Regions from separate parts of the Drosophila melanogaster genome. Here region 1 is linked to region 2. A link is a contact called in public Hi-C data. All regions are on one chromosome and are shown on one strand. The core of a region is the stretch at or near the end of the contact, and the rest is flanking DNA. Distances in the headings are between cores, read along the strand shown. Region 1 holds the start of lncRNA:CR43431 (long non-coding RNA:CR43431). Region 2 holds the start of ara (araucan).

Region 1 (3,432 bases), core at 346-2,845, 72 kb after region 2:
GCTAATTTATAGGGCGATTCGGTGGGTGTTTGTCCGTTTGTTTGTCCGTATGCTTGTCCGCTTCCCGTCCCCTGTCCGTATATCATTCCATTTCAGATTCAATGTGGCAGTGGGAAAGTGCGGGGGAGTGGTACGCAGTGCGTAAGGGCCAGGTAAATTGAAAAATGGACATTTGTAGTTTGATACCCATTTGGAGTTGGACAACAAGGGCTATCTACGTGTAAGGGGTCTGCTCTGCAAGTGGTTGATCAGGGTCGACTTTTCGGCTTAGATAAGCTGCTGCTCCTGCTGCCGCCGCTGCTTTATGCCTATTCCACCCCCCACCCCCCCAGACATCTCGAGAGTGACAGACGGCACAGGCAGGGGTTAAAATTAGGGGTTGCTTGGCTATAAACTTGGGTTCTGATGGGTCTGCTGGTTTTTCGACATGCAGATGTGACAGGACGGGCGCGGATTTGTTTCGTGTATCTTTGCGACAACTTGATTTTTTGTTAACGCGATGCGCTTTTCGCTGGAAATCCTTTTAGGCCTGATGGGCTCGTCGTCGCTCGCGAGTGCATTTGACACTTTGTACTTGATGGATTACGTTAATTATTGATTAAATGGGCTTGTACTTGTCAGGACAAAGTAAAATCCATTAGCTATTTGAATATGGTCCTCGGCCGGCGTTGCGGCAAAATTAGATTTAAATTTTTTCGGATTTTATAATTTGACATGAACGGGCGCGCGTTTGATGGATGCTCGGGGATATGAATGGCCAGTAAAATAAAAAAAAAATACGAAAAACCAAAAACATAAAAAAAACGGTGAGAAGAGGGTCTCTGGATCGGATCCCCGGTGACATTCCGCTGCTGTCGCCTCCAAGCGCCAGTTCCTCGGATCACACACCTTCGGATACAGATACAGATACACTGCAAATGGGATGCATCTCGGCATCCGAGCGTCCCAACCATCGGGGGACACGCACTAAAAAGCCGGCTGCGGCGATTCAGATTGAGGAGATAAGCAGCGGCCGGCTCTTTGGGAGATGCCGCGTCGTTATTTTTCGGTTGTCGCTTCATCTGCTCTGATTAATTCCCTCTGATGAAATGCCGCTCCCCAGTCACCAGTCACCAGCCACTTGATGCCGCAAAAGAACCCACAGTTGCGGACAAAATCTAAATGATGGCTAACTAAAACGAGGCTCATACGATCAACATAATATATTAATATCTTCTAATAGATTTTACTTTCTTCTTTTGTTAAGGATAGCCAATAAGTGGGACTGTAGTACTTATTATGTATTGAAAAATAAAGCAAACCAAATCACAAATAAGTTTCATTCTTTACGACCCAAACTCACCATAACTGTCAGGGAAAAGTACCATCCCTATTCTAGTGCCCGCTGCTGTGTGATGGCGCGGTGGTCACTTGGCATTTTTAAAATGAGAAACTTTGATTTATCGGCATTTCGCCGACAGAGCCGCCATTTTGAACGTTCGTAGTAGGTGCAGCAGCTTGACTTGCCAAGTTGCATCTGCAAAAGCGGCACAAGCTTTCCCTCCCGAGCTTTTTCGGGGACTTCGCGAGCTTTTCCGTAAGCACTGCACACGGAGCCGATGGTTCGACTTTTCTAAATGCATTGCCTCGGGAAAATTGCCTCGAAAAGCGCGCAGTCTCTTCGACTTTTCACGGAAAACTCAGCGATTCTGCACAGCTGGCTAATCAGTCAGGGAAATTCCCGTACTACACAAAATTTCCCACTATTTCCACCCGACCAGAAAGTCCCAAGCGCTTCCGTTATTTAGGCTCCGCCCGTTAAAAAATGGCTGCGCATTTATCTGCGGCCTGCACAGCACGAGAGCGAACGAGACGACTGTAGGATGGCAACCGTCTCGCTCGCACTCGCCTTTCCGTTCCCCTCAACGAATACAAACACGATAGAGTGTAATACCACGATACTGGTTGCTTTTTTGTGTTTTTTTTTTGCACTCCTCTGGTAATCCGTGCAAAACTTTAATTGGTGTTTTGCACTTCTAATGGATCCTGGGAGTGTATTAGATTCGAGTCGTAACAGAAAGAGACATTTGTATACACTCGAAATCGCTCGAAACACATGTAAATGTGTGTGCTCGTAACCGGGGGTTAAGTGCCCAAAGCCCAACGATAATATTGATCTGCGATATGTGTCACTTTGCGTCGCAGATTTATGACCCCAAAGCGGCAATTGAAACCACTGTGCGCCGCCAAGCAAAACGAATTCGTCAACTCGTGTGTATGCTTTAACTGCTGTTTACCAAGTGTTTTCTAAATGGTTTTGGAAACTAATATAATTAAAAAATATGACTCAAAGAACGTCAAGAACTTTATTGACCGAAATGTAAATTAGTAACTCAAACTTTGCTGGCAAAAGGAACTCGTTGAAATCATGCCAATTTCAATCCATGCTATTTTTATACAAATAATATATATATTTGTTGAAGAATATTTGAAATATCTACTGTTATCAATTTAATTTATCAATCTATACTACAGTAAAGTAAACCTAAAAAATACAATGATGATTATTTAACTTAACTTGGTGAACTCGATTCGTTTGTATTTTTTTAAAAATGTGGCCCTGCTCTTAGTAAGGGATGAAACCATTCTTTGTATCTTCCAATTTATTTTTCAGTTATCACACACTGTCACTTGCGCCCCAAAAAATATATTTCGGAATACAAAATTGACTTGTTCAACGCACAAGTCTAAAATTAGAGTCTAATTGTTTCATTTGAAAGCGAAACAAATTGTTTGCGTCGCGCCTTTGGATGTTGGATAATTCATTTTTATTAAGAGAAGCTGTCACTTAAAGAGGGCAAACTTATCCAATCGCATTGGATACTGATATTCCAGTTTTGGGGGAAGATAAATTTGTTGTGAATATTGTGAACGACAGCTTGCTCGGCGGACTGTTTGACATTTAGAAGAAGAAGAATGTGATGTGTCAATTGGAAAATCAAAGTAAAGTGAAAATTACAGTAAATAAGTTTGCCTTGCTTTAAGCTAAAGTTTTTTTTTAACTATACACGTCAAAAACGTAAATAGCACATTACAAAAAATAAATAAAATAATAAAAAATTTTTCAGCTTAAAAACAAAGGATATTGAAAGAAGGAACATAAGTTACCAATAATATTTATCATTAAATTTATGTAGTGTTTGTTTAACGGCGTAGTTCCTAACTTTTAAAGCTCTCTAACGCTCATTTACAATAATCTCCATAAACAAATTGTAAGCCCAGTGCCTGAAAGTTAGTTAATAGGCTCCATAAACTATCCAGCACGTTCAATTATGTACACGTGTTTCGGCAGGTGTGGTCCTTTGCAATGTTTACACGATACGCACACAGACTGCGACATGTGCCCCAAAAAGCCAATCCTTGTCACACCGCCTGACATTTTGTTGGAACAGT
Region 2 (3,718 bases), core at 961-3,460:
GTGGGGGCAACAGCTTTGGTCATTTGTTGCTTTCAGCTAACACGCTGCTCTCATTTTCCGGCGCTGCTGGGCCGCGGTGGGTGGGGTGCCACCACCCCCAGTACCACCCATATCCACTCACCATAGCCACTCCATACTGCTCTATTCTACCCACACTTCCAGCCACACCACGTGGATCGTTTCATCCACACACATATATCTTATGCGGAGCGAGGTGAGGACACGCCCAGACCTTATGGCGCAATTCCGTCGTGTAAGTCGCACTTTTTCGGTTTTATAGGTTAATTTGCTTTTATTACATTATCATAAAAATAAACAAACGACAAAAAAAAGAAGAAGAGAAGAACAGGAGAACAAACAAAAACACGCTGCAAACAAGCTTGCCAACATCCGCGGCACCCGCAAAAACATTTGAGGTTTACCTCATCTCCCCCATCACATCGCATCACATCCACGGCGGACTCTCCATTTCCGGAATGCGTGTCCTCGACCGGAGAATTCATCCTGCCGGAGAATCGTAATCGTAAAAAATAGATCGTAAAGCGGATGTCCAAATATGTTAGTGCGCATTAATAGCAAAAACTTTTTTCCAAATCCAGCATTTTCACGGGCTCATGTGCAATATGCGGGTACCTTTTACACACTAAACTTATGGAATTTTATAAATATAGTTAAAAGTTCATAATAAATATGGTGTAAGTGAAAAAGTGGGCCATTCCTTGCCCTAAATTTGACAGTATAATATATATTTTTTATGATTTCTTAAAAGACCGAACTTTCTGCAAAACACACGAGGTTTAAGTTATCTCTAAAAATATCTTAGAAAAATCAATTTTTTTTTTCAATTAATGTATCATAGTGCAGAAACATACGTTGCATGCAATTTATCAAAAAGAAAATTAGGTCAGGCTTTTCTTGTTTTTCGGATACACGTCAAGTGCTATTTAATTGCAATTAAAATTGCTTATGTTCTAGAAGATATTTTAAGTGGCGAAATTAAATTGGCTAGCATATTTAAGTAGCATAACAATTAGTTTAGTTAGATAATTAAAGTATTTTAATTGCCATAAATATTGTTCGCCAAAGTATCGCAAATGTTGAAAATACTTAAATGATCTGTGTCTGTTAAAAAGCAATTGCAGTAAAAAAATGCAATACACATTTTATAAAAAATTTAAAATGTCTCAAAGTTAATATATGTTATGATTACTAATAACATAACCTAAGCTAAGTAAAAATCTGGTTGATATTTAAAAATCCCAAGAATTAATGGTATGATTGCCTGTTTGAGTAAGGATATTAATTCCTTCCATAAAAAGTTAAAATCTTGTTGATAATTTAAGTAACTGGTATCCAAGTGGAATGATATTTAAACAAAGATCGCTGGAAATGTTTCATTTAAACCCGAATTAGGAGAGATTAATTAGTGAGGATCGATAATGGGAGTTAACTAAAGTGCAATGCAGCGATAAAGATAATGACAGACGATAAATACAGTGCGAGTGTCTTGGAATTTGCTGATCTTATTAACGCTTTTGTGTCGCCACTTTTGGCCATCGCAGCACTTTGTTGCCACTTCCAGCTGGCGATCGCTGGTGGCGCACTTCCAGTCGATGGGCGCGCAATTGTGAAAAGTAAACAAACAAATGACTAGCCAAACAAAACAAATGGGCGTTGCCCGGGAATTGTGGGTAAAACAAGAGACCATCGACAGTTGTGAAAATGCGTCCCGCTCCCTACCCACTTCCTCTCCCTTCACCATCCGCTCATTTCATTTGTATTTTCTTTTCTTTGCTTTCTTTCGCCTGGCGACCTCGCACCTGTCCATTAAATCAGCCAGCCGAAGCTCATGCAGCCCTACGATTGGTGGTTGCGCTGGCCTCACTTCCAGTGAGCCGCGAATACGAGTCACTGGCGGGGAATCGGATTGGAATTGCGGAGAGAGCGACCGGCCAAATGCCACCACCAACACCAGACAAAACCGGAGAACGGTGGGCGTTGCTCTAGAGTGCTTACACTTCCAGTCTGCCGACTCCGTTATTCTTGTTGCTCGCTCCAAGGCGAGCGGCATTCCGTTTCTCTTTCGATGGGGGGAGGCAGCATATTGTTGTCCCGCTTCCGCGCCAACTGCAGCGGAATGCGCCCCAACAGCGCAGCAACAACAACAGCAACAGCAGCAGCAACACGGCCAACAGCAACGGCATTCGCAACCAGTTCGTGTTCGAACGTTATAAGGTGCACATCTGAAAGGGAGCGTGTGCTGAAGCGCCGCGTTTTTGCCGTCGATATTTCGTCGATTTTTCGTTGCCGCCGCGTTTTGCGAGTGCTGTTAGCCAGAAAAAAAAATAAAATATATATAAACAAAAATCCACCACAAGTGACAGCTGCAACTGCAAATACCAAACAAATCCACGAGATACTTTCGGTTGGCCCAATGTCGTTATGGTCGTTATCGCCAGTGCCCACTGTGAACAGACCCAATCGAAACTGAGCTGTTAAACCCCCGATAAGCACATCATTTGATGTAGCAGCTTCACCGTATATCCTTCAGCAGACTGCCCACGAGCGAGAGAGAGAGAGAGAGAGAGAGAGAGAGTATCTTAAGACTAGGTCTTATATAGTCGTATAGTCATATAGCGAAATGGCTGCCTACACACAATTCGGATACGGAGGCTTTCCGTCGGCCTCGCAGGTGGGTCCTCTAATTAACTAAATTTGATCTAGATGTATATACTATATGATGGCTATTCATATTCATTAAGTAGCAAGAGATCTCAAGATAACTAGAGGAATGAAAATGTTTATTAACTGCAGATATGGGAACCTATTTAGATACAATATTATTCATACGACTGATATAATCAACTGATTATTGTAATTATGATTGCCTTAAAGATTCATAATTTTTATGTTTGGAGGTATTAAAAACAGAGGTCACAAGCAAAAAGCGTTGTAAAATCATATTTTTTCATATACATATTTAATTTTTCTATTTATAATCACAACTATCTTTTCTGGAGTGCGTTCCATCATTAAAACTGAACCCGTTATCTGAATATTTTTTCTAAAATTTTTTTCCTAAAAAAGCTTGGTTGGGTTTAAATTCTATTTGTGTGTTTTTTAAGCAATCCTTACCACCAACTTTCATCTGAGTACTTCCACCGACTCCAGTCAAAGTTATCCGATTATTTGATCTTGAGGACCCACTATAGGGCAAAACCGCTAAAAGTCTTTGATTGTAGCGCTTTTGGACTTTTCACTAAGCAGCAAAAACAGCTGCTTGAGGCAAACTTTTTCCATGTTTATGACAGTAAATTGGTGGCAGGCCAGCAAAAAACCATAATAAATCAGATGGCTGATAAATGGCCTGAGAAAAAGCCACTCCGAGGAATCAGGCGTTTTTGTCAACCTTCAAAATTCACACAAAAAACGATTCGGCGTTTTAAAGATGTTGCACAAAATTGCGCGGCTTGCAGGTGCAACTAAAATATTTGTAAAATATTGTGATAAATTACAAAAGTTGTAGAAGCTTTCGAAAGGCCTAGAGTAAATTAAATTTCCTATTGATTGCGTTTGCCTGGGCTAAACTTTAATTTCCCAGGCCATAATACTTGGTTACCAATTGCCTGGTTCTTCCTCCAAAGAACTCTGGCGTCTTTCCCATTTCGGACCACACGAGCCCAATTAACTAAAGTCGAAAACGAAAGCAAAAAAAAAA

What was found. A called contact is a pair of places that touch in the nucleus more often than the background predicts.
Region 1: a Hi-C map of the Kc167 cell line shows a contact between it and region 2, with 2.2 times the contacts expected there. A contact is called at or near these places in 13 of 107 Hi-C or Micro-C datasets (the Clone 8 cell line, the Kc167 cell line, the OSC cell line and 5 more) and 2 of 7 datasets of targeted methods (both in the Kc167 cell line).

Annotation. Positions count from the first base shown.
Region 1 is chr3L:12,651,495-12,654,926 of dm6, forward strand. lncRNA:CR43431 (long non-coding RNA:CR43431) reads right to left here and starts at 1,596. Exons shown (of 4, transcript NR_048272.2): 1 at 1,343-1,596.
Region 2 is chr3L:12,578,462-12,582,179 of dm6, forward strand. It overlaps ara (araucan), which reads left to right and starts at 2,211. Exons shown (of 5, transcript NM_079321.3): 1 at 2,211-2,692. The coding sequence starts at 2,642.